Linked DNA regions of Mus musculus: region 1 is linked to region 2. Evidence: chromatin contacts called from public Hi-C data. All regions are on one chromosome and are shown on one strand. The core of a region is the stretch at or near the end of the contact, and the rest is flanking DNA. Distances in the headings are between cores, read along the strand shown.

The links. Hi-C and Micro-C count contacts between places; a contact is called where the count stands out from the background.
Region 1: a contact with region 2 is called in a Hi-C map of pancreatic cancer cells, with 6 times the contacts expected there. The contact joins two enhancer-like sites. A contact is called at or near these places in 10 of 39 promoter capture datasets (the 3T3-L1 cell line, the HPC-7 cell line, cranial neural crest and 5 more), 1 of 15 datasets of contacts at CTCF or cohesin (stem cell-derived epiblast-like cells), 54 of 484 Hi-C or Micro-C datasets (the AML12 cell line, the C2C12 cell line, CD4 T cells and 34 more), 8 of 115 datasets of contacts at active chromatin or transcription factors (embryonic basal ganglia, embryonic stem cells, extraembryonic endoderm stem cells and 3 more) and 1 of 9 other capture datasets (embryonic stem cells).

What each region holds. Positions count from the first base shown.
Region 1 is chr1:89,190,129-89,194,131 of GRCm38.p6, reverse strand. No RefSeq gene overlaps it. Among named protein-coding and RNA genes, the nearest start is that of Gm34331, 89 kb to the right of the region's middle. Within about 2 kb of position 2,486, at least 91 of the 459 cell types and tissues checked have an H3K27ac peak or open chromatin away from gene starts, as enhancers often do. A contact at or near this core is called in the AML12 cell line, the C2C12 cell line and pancreatic cancer cells, where this site is marked.
Region 2 is chr1:88,344,081-88,348,086 of GRCm38.p6, reverse strand. Trpm8 (transient receptor potential cation channel, subfamily M, member 8) reads right to left here. Exons shown (of 27, transcript NM_134252.4): 13 at 1-43. Among named protein-coding and RNA genes, the nearest start is that of Gm51639, 14 kb to the right of the region's middle. Within about 2 kb of position 2,281, at least 22 of the 459 cell types and tissues checked have an H3K27ac peak or open chromatin away from gene starts, as enhancers often do. A contact at or near this core is called in the AML12 cell line, the C2C12 cell line and pancreatic cancer cells, where this site is marked.

The DNA of each region.
Region 1 (4,003 bases), core at 1,237-3,736, 850 kb before region 2:
CATATCCTTGGGTCTTGGGCACCATGGTGAGGACATTGGTGGGAGGTATTCTGCCTGCAGGGGGTTCAGGGGAAGAGTTGATGGAGCCTGGTGATAATTTAATGAATCTGTTATTTCTAAATGGATCAAGACCTGTAAAATATCTCCCCCATTATCTTCTAAATAGATTCCAGCTGTACGAGGAGACGGGTGGTGGGATGTGCTTTGCAGGGGTGGGGTTGGGGTGTAGAGTTGGACTGTAACTTTTCTGTCTTCTCTTTTGGATCATTGACTTACTTCTCAGGCAAGTTTCATTTGCTTAAAGCACTGTTTTATGAATGTCAACTTCTCCATGGAGACCCCTCCCCCTTTCCTCATCGTCAGCAGCTGCCCCTCCTCCAGCCGCCCACTCTCTCGCTGCTATTTGGAGTTGAAAGCTGTTCACTTTCATAAAACTCGACTTCTTGAGGTGTGTGTGGGTGCTGCTTGATTCCTGCATTGGAGACTGATTTTATTTAGAAATCACTTAAAGGATTCGTTAAAAAATGCAAATTCCTAGGCAGCTTAGGACCTCTGGAAATCTTGAAATGTCGCTTAGATAGCTGGGTGTGGTGGCACATACCTCTAGTCTCAACTTTTTTTTTAAGATTTTTTTATTTGTTATATGTAAGTACACTGTATCTATCTTTAGACACTCCAGAAGAGGGAGTCAGATCTCCTTATGGATGGTTGCGAGCCACCATGTGGTTGCTGGGATTTGAACTCAGGACCTTTGGAAGAGCAGTCGGGTGCTCTTTTTGGCTGAGCCATCTCACCAGCCCCTAGTCTCAACTTTTGAGAGGTGAGGCCCATGGATTCCTCATTAATGGGGTCAAGGCCAGTTTGAGAGCTTATCTCAAACAAACAAACAAACAAACAAAGTAGCAACGGATGTAAGGAAAAGAAAGAAGCAAAGAAACATAGAAAGAAACAAATATTTCTTAGAAGACGATCTAGTTCCTTATTCCCAAGAAGCTGTGGGGCCCAAATCCAGATCTAAGCATCTTGGTGGACCAGAGGCCTCCGATGAGAGGCTGGATTTAAAACACTGCCACCTTATGGCGGAGGGAGGAACTGCACTTGTGGTCTCTGAGTCCGGTGAGTGCCTAGTGGCTATGCTCATGTTTCATGAGTACAATGTGTGCTACTTGGGGTGTTGGGGATCCCATGATTTGTATCCTTTAAAAAGCAGGAAAAGCTGGGAAGAACGTCAAAGGTCTAGTAGATGGGTGGTTCATGGAGGAGCAATGACCCTAGGCAAGCAAGCAGTCATTAACACAGGCAGAGAGGGGACGGGAGAGGCGAGTACTTGGATTCCCACAGTTCAAGCACATCAGCGAGGGACCCAGACTGACACCAGTGCAGAGTCTTCCTTGTCTGATTGGCTGGCAGGTGATCCACCCTTCTGGCTTCCACCAGTGCCCTGGGGCCCCATCACTTTCTGACTGGGAGACTGTTCATAAGCTACTTCCTCAGGCGAATGCTTGCTGTACATTTCTTTGCCGACTTCACCCAGCTCCAGCCTTGAACAGAAGCCCTGATCCCCATAGACCCTGCCTCGGTGGGACTGGTTGACTCTCTTATCTTAGCTGCTGAGAGTCAGGTCCCAAGTAGGAGTGTCTGGGACTTCCTTCCTTTCTTGCTACTTAAAATGTCTTGATTAGATTTTCCAGCCTTATCAGCTGTGAAAGGCAGAGAGACGTCTAGCTGCAGGCAAACCCTGCCGCAGACACCTCCTGCTCAACTCTGCTCTGGAGAGTTCCTGGAAGAAGTGTGTAGCCTCTCAGAGAGGATCTGGTGTTTTAGAGTCTTCTAGGAGAGGAAAATTCAGGTGGCAATATCTTTGAGGGCAGAACAGATTTCTTGATTTAACCTTGCTTTGAAGGCCAACCAAGGTTCCCCGGCTTGAAGGCAGATCTTTCTCCCAGGCTCACCTGCAGTTCATACAGAACTTTCTCGAGGCCCAGCCATGTGGTCACCTGTTGACACTATGGAGCCGTGGATTCAAGGTCACCTAGATACGGTATCTCACAGAACATCTGACCTGGAAAGGTGCTCTCTGTCTTGTCTCTCTTGTCCCTTTAGAGGAGGGGACTCCACACCATTTGGCTGCTGTCACAGGGTGTTCTAGAACACCCTAGAGTCTGCTGACATGACATCCATTTTCTTTTAAGGTTTATTCATTTTATGAGGATGTGTGTGTGTGTGTGTGTGTGTTTGCCCACCTGTATGTTTGCACAGCTTTCCTGCTTAGTACCCAAAGAGGCCAGTAGAGGGAGTCAGGTCCCATGGACCTGGAGTTTTCCGGCAGTTTTGAGCTGCCATGTGGGTGATGGAATTAAACCTAGGTTGTCTGAAAGAAGAGTCAATGTTCTTAACTACTGAGCCCTCTCTCCAGTCCTGTATTCATATTTGAGTGCATTAAGTGGACTATGTGCATGCAGTGCCTGCAAAGGTCAGAAGAGGGCGCCAGATCCCTCTGAGCTGGGGTTAGAAATGTTTGTGACTCACAGTGGAAATCCGCTGGGGTCCTCTCCAAGAGCGCGAAGTAAGTGTTCTTAATCTTTCCAACCCTGCAATCTGCTTTCCACAGCGGGTCACTGCGGTTCTCTTAGTGCAATCTTGACGTCATTTCGGATAGAAATTTTGACAGAGAAATCTGTAAGGGCACTGGCCTTTAGTGGTTCTTCAAGTCTCAGCAATTTCTCACTGAGATAAGATGCAGACCCCTCTTTGAAGCTGACTTTGCTGAGCACTCTTACCCTCCTTCTGGAATGGCATGCTTGGAATGTGATTTCAGCTTATCAGCCTCCTCCCCAGCGGCCAAGGCAGTAGCTAGTCTCCAAGGCGTCCAGAAACCTTCACCTTCTAAGCCTCTATAAAACTGAACTTGCCCATAGCCGCCCCCACCTCTCTTCTAGTCTCAACCTGTTGGCTCTGGATCCCTCCTCCCCTGAGTGACCTCTGGTCTCTTTCAGTGCTGAATGCCCTGGGGGAGGGGAGGGGGAGGGGGAGGGGGAGGGGAGGGGGAGGGGGAGGGTAAGAATCAAAGCCATTCTAGAAACTTCTGTCTTGTACTTTGATGATTTGGAAATTCCATGGTGAAAAAAATATGGACTTCCGCTTTTAATTAATAAAAAAAAAAAAAAAAAAACACCCCTGGGCCAAACTATGGGATTAAGTCAATAATAAGTTCCAAATCCAGGAAGCAGATGTTCCGAGGCCGGTTTATTTATTCAACATGGTGTGACGCTGAGACCTAGCTGCATAAATGCTCTTACAAGACGGGAAATCCTTCCCAAGGAATTTTGTACACAAGAAGCCCCCTTTCCTGTCCCCTTATCTCCAAGGCTCTGCTTTGATGCTTTACCTCATGGCTGACTTGGTTCCCTCTGCAATTCTCGGGTCTCAGTCACCTGACCTTGAGCCAAAGACCCCTTGAGCAAATCTCCCGGACTGTAGGGAGGATAATGAATTACTCCAAATACATTTGCCTCCGCTGCTGCGTTGTCGTTAAGGAGAAATGGTACTTTAGTCTAAGAAAATGACTGTGCACTGAGATACCATTCCACCGTGAACTAGCCCTGGGTAAATTATTTTATCAGCATAATACATAATGATTTTAGAAAGCTTAAGGGATTGGAAGAGAGTCATGGGGCCCCATTCACAGAGCATGCATTTTGGCTTTTGGAGATCTGGATTTACAAAATGAAACGGATTCTCCGGCTGCCTTGGGGGCCAACGCTTTAGTTAATTTAATTTTCTGGATACATAAAGCTAATCCAGAGGTTTGTCTCAGCTCCTTAAACAATCTTAGTTCAATGTGACGGCTGGAAATGTGGCTTCCCTTTCTGAGAAACCATGTGTGGGTAGCCCTGACATGTGAACTGTGTTAGGCTGGATAGAATGGATTGAAGGTTTTATGTGATAGGGCATCTTCCTCGGTGGCCCATAACAGACTCCTTAAACTGCCTTTTACACTAAG
Region 2 (4,006 bases), core at 1,032-3,531:
CCTTTATGAGAGCCGTGAACATGACCTCCTGAAGGTCGGCAGACTAAAGAGACAGAAGAGAGGAGAGCTCATACCACAAGGCCAACGAAGAAAACACTAAGTCTCTGCATTCCAGCCACAACATCCTAGCATCTTCAGCGTCTCTCTCCATCCTGCTTTGACAATAGAATTCATATTTTCAGCATCTAGACGGGAAAGCAGCAGAGTGGAGCCTTTGAATGTGGGAACGCACTTTGAATACGAAGGTACTTATATGGTGACAGCACGCCCACTTAAGCATGACATGGGTCAGGAACCAACTTTGGCAGAAAGGGCATCAGGGAGGAGAAGCCACCAGTGGGAGTCTACAGTAGACACTGTGAACCAGCTGTCAGTGCTGCCTGTCCACACCATGGGCTCTGCTGCCCTTCCTAGGTAAAAATCTCACCTTCTCTACAGTGGCAGAGTTCTCAGACAGTTGCCAAAATGAAACCCATCAAGCCACATACTGTCTAGCAAAGATCTGGGGTGTCACAGCAGCAAATCACTGGAACACTAGGTGCTGGCTACCTGTGTCAGTGTGTCCTGAGTGTCTGGTAAAATGGTCCTACTGAGCTTTCCCAAGAATCCTTTGATTCTTATTTATTTTTAGATAGGGTCTTAACTTGGTATCCCAGTCTGGCCTGAAACTCACCACATGACCCATGCTGGCTTTGGATTCATGGCACTCCTCCTGTATCTGCCTCCCAAAGGCTGAGATTACAGGCAGAAGCCATTGTCTAGTTTTCCTAAGAGTCTAAAGAAAGATCAATGCTCTCTTTTAGCCACAATCCAGTAGGTTTGCTCTGTATCGACTCTCCGGTGTATTATATGGCTTCCATGATATTTATTATAAGTTAGTTTCATTGCCAACACTCACAGATTCAAGGGATCATCAAGATTTTATTTTGAGCATTAAAAGTGGAAGGCGCAAGGTCTGACAACAGGGAAACCTCCCTTAGAAGCCTGTGGCATGTATTCCCAGGAACCCGGGCCCCCTGGCGCCCACTGAATCCATGACTCCTCACCACTAGCAGCCTACTTCACTCTCTCCATTCCTTGTCTGGCCCTCACTGCAATGGCAGCTTCGATGCTTTTATATTGGCCTAATACTGTTTACTTACATTCACATCTTGCCTAGGAGAAATTGTTAAGGGATCTTTGGGTCCTCCACTCTGTTTTTATTTTTTAATTTAATTTTTATAATTTAATTTTTTTTTACTTATTCACTTTATACCCTGCTCACTGGCCCCCTCCCAGGCACACCCTCTCATAATCCTTCCCCCATCACCTACCCTACTCATCTGAGTGGGTGGGCCTCCCTGGGTATCCTTCCCCCACCCCCAGCATTTCAAATCTCTGCAGGGCTAAGTGCTTCCTCTCCCATTGAGGCCAAACAAGACAGCCCAGCTAGTAAAACATATCCCAAGTACAGGCAACAGCTTTTGGGATATCCCCAGCTCCAGTTGTTCAGGACCGACATGAAGGTCAAGCTGCACATCTGCTACATATGATCAGGGAGGCCAAGGTCCAGCCCATGTATGTTCTTTGACTGGTGGTTGAGAGTCTGAGAGCCCCAAGGGTCCAGGTTAGGTGACTCTGTTGGTATTTCTGTGGAGTTCCTGTCCTCTCCAGGGATCCCCGACTCTGTAGATCTCTCTGGGATCAGCAGGTAAGAGGTTCATCTGGTGAGAATGATAGCTCCATTTTCTCCACTGTCCTCAAAGCATATGTCCATTACACCTACTATCTTGCATTTCGTTCCATGTGTGTGTGCTTCCCCATTGGCACCACACTAGACAGTGTGAGGCAGCAGCTCTCAAACACGGGGACTTGCTACGTCAGACTACTGGCAATCAACCTTGCTTTCTAACTCAGCAAGCTTGAAATGGAACATAGCAGTTTATACCACTAGCGAGTTACTGGGTTACATTGTCACTGGTCCTGGGACCACCCTGAAAGCCACTTGTATACAGGAAAAGAAAAGCTTTGCACACACGTGCACACATGCACAGACACACACACACACACACACACACACACACACACACACACACACACACACACACACACACACACACTCATTTGTTTTCAAACCTCGATTCTACCAGTCTTTAGTTCAATGAGTCAGAACAAGATTTCTGTCTCTGAGCCTCAGTTTGTTTTGTTCTGCTCGGTGAAAACAAATGAGACAACCCAGGTCATGCTCTTTCAGAGATTCAAGCTCAGAGCAGCACCTCCCCCAGACACCACCAGGAGCCCCCATCCAGTAACATCTGGTGCTCTGACTCACTTGTCAACAAAATGAGATCATCTCTGCTGTAGGTTGATGTGAGTAGCTAGGAAATCACTATGTGCATTGTGAAACACTGCATGAGGTCATTTTAAAATTTACTTTTAAGTGGATAATAGTATAGATCTTAGTAAGAGCCAGTGTTCTAAGTCGTTTAGAAACACCATCTAATTCAATCAGTGTAACAACACAATGTGAAAGGTGTTACAGCTAGTCTCTGTGTTTTCAGGCAAGCCGGACAAATCTTTAGCAATAGCTCTCTATTCTAGAGGAACACGCACCCTGACACAGTCTCTGCTGAGTCCTATGGTGCACATACTCCTGCCGTGGTGAGTTTTCGGCTACTACTGTGATACCTCTGAATGCAGAACCAGAAATAGTTCTAGAGGCTCCCACTACTAGACAGGATCTTAGACTAGTGGGCTCACACTAGACAGCAGGGTCCTTTATTAGTGAAGGTCCTAACAGCAGGCAGCAGCAGCAGAAGTAAACCCACCCCACAAACACAATTTCTAAAATAAGTAGAAAGTCATGAGTTGGTGAGTTGGTGGGGAGGCATTGTATGTGTGGGGCGCAGGTGTGCATGTGCAGGTGTGCATGTGTGCATGTGTGCAGGTGTATATATGCAGATGTGTATGTGCAGGTGTGTGTGTAGGTGTGTGTGTGTGTGTGTGCGCGCGCGCATGCGTGCAGATGTGTGCCCCTGATAGTGCTCATGAAAAGGCCAGAGTAAGGACATCACATCTCTTTCTCTCTCACTGGACTCTTTATTGCCCTGAGGCTGGACCCCTAACTAAACATGAAGCTGGTCTCTTTGGCCAGCTTCTGTAGCCAGTGAGCTCTTAGGATCTACCAGTCTCCATCCCTCGGTGCGGGCATTACACACACACACACACACACACACACACACACACACACAGCCAGATGCAGAATTTTATGTGACTGCCAGTGATTTGAACTCATGGCTTCATGCTTGCAGAGTAAATGCCCTAGCCCACTAAGCTTTCTCCACCATCCTCCAAGACATTAGCCTTGATTATGTCTTACTTTTGATTTTCACACAATTTCTTCAAATTATAATGTTGTATGCTTCAATTTTTAATAATGACTATATTCAACAACCAACCCCATGCATTTCTGAAAACTTAGCAACTAGCTTTTGCAAGCCAGTATGAGTTGGCTCCAGTATGGTACTGTACAATTAACTTAACAGAGCATAGTTGAGGACCTTGCCCATTGACACACAGATAGCTACTCCAGCAATCAAACTCTTAACCTCCTTGTCCTTCCCCCTAACCACCTTCATCCGAGGTAATAAAATTAAATGTATAATGTTCACAAGTGTCTATGTTTGTTTATTTACCATCTGACCTTATTTAAATAGAATAGTCTTCTCACAGGGATTCATTTATGAATCAATTAATTAATGCAGTTATACTTCTACTTTCCCTCCATTAACTAAAGTTGTGTGCTGTATAATAGGCTTCATTATAGTGCAAAGACCAAACACCACACAATGTTTGCTAAAGGGATGAATAACTCAAAAATTCATGAACCATTACTATTTCTACTGCCGTCATTAAAATTGATCACGTTAATGTAAATCAAGTCCTGATGATACAGTGATGTGTCTGAGAGTGTTTTCTTACCCTGGCTGCTGAAGATAGAAACTGAGTTATGTACATCTTCAAATCC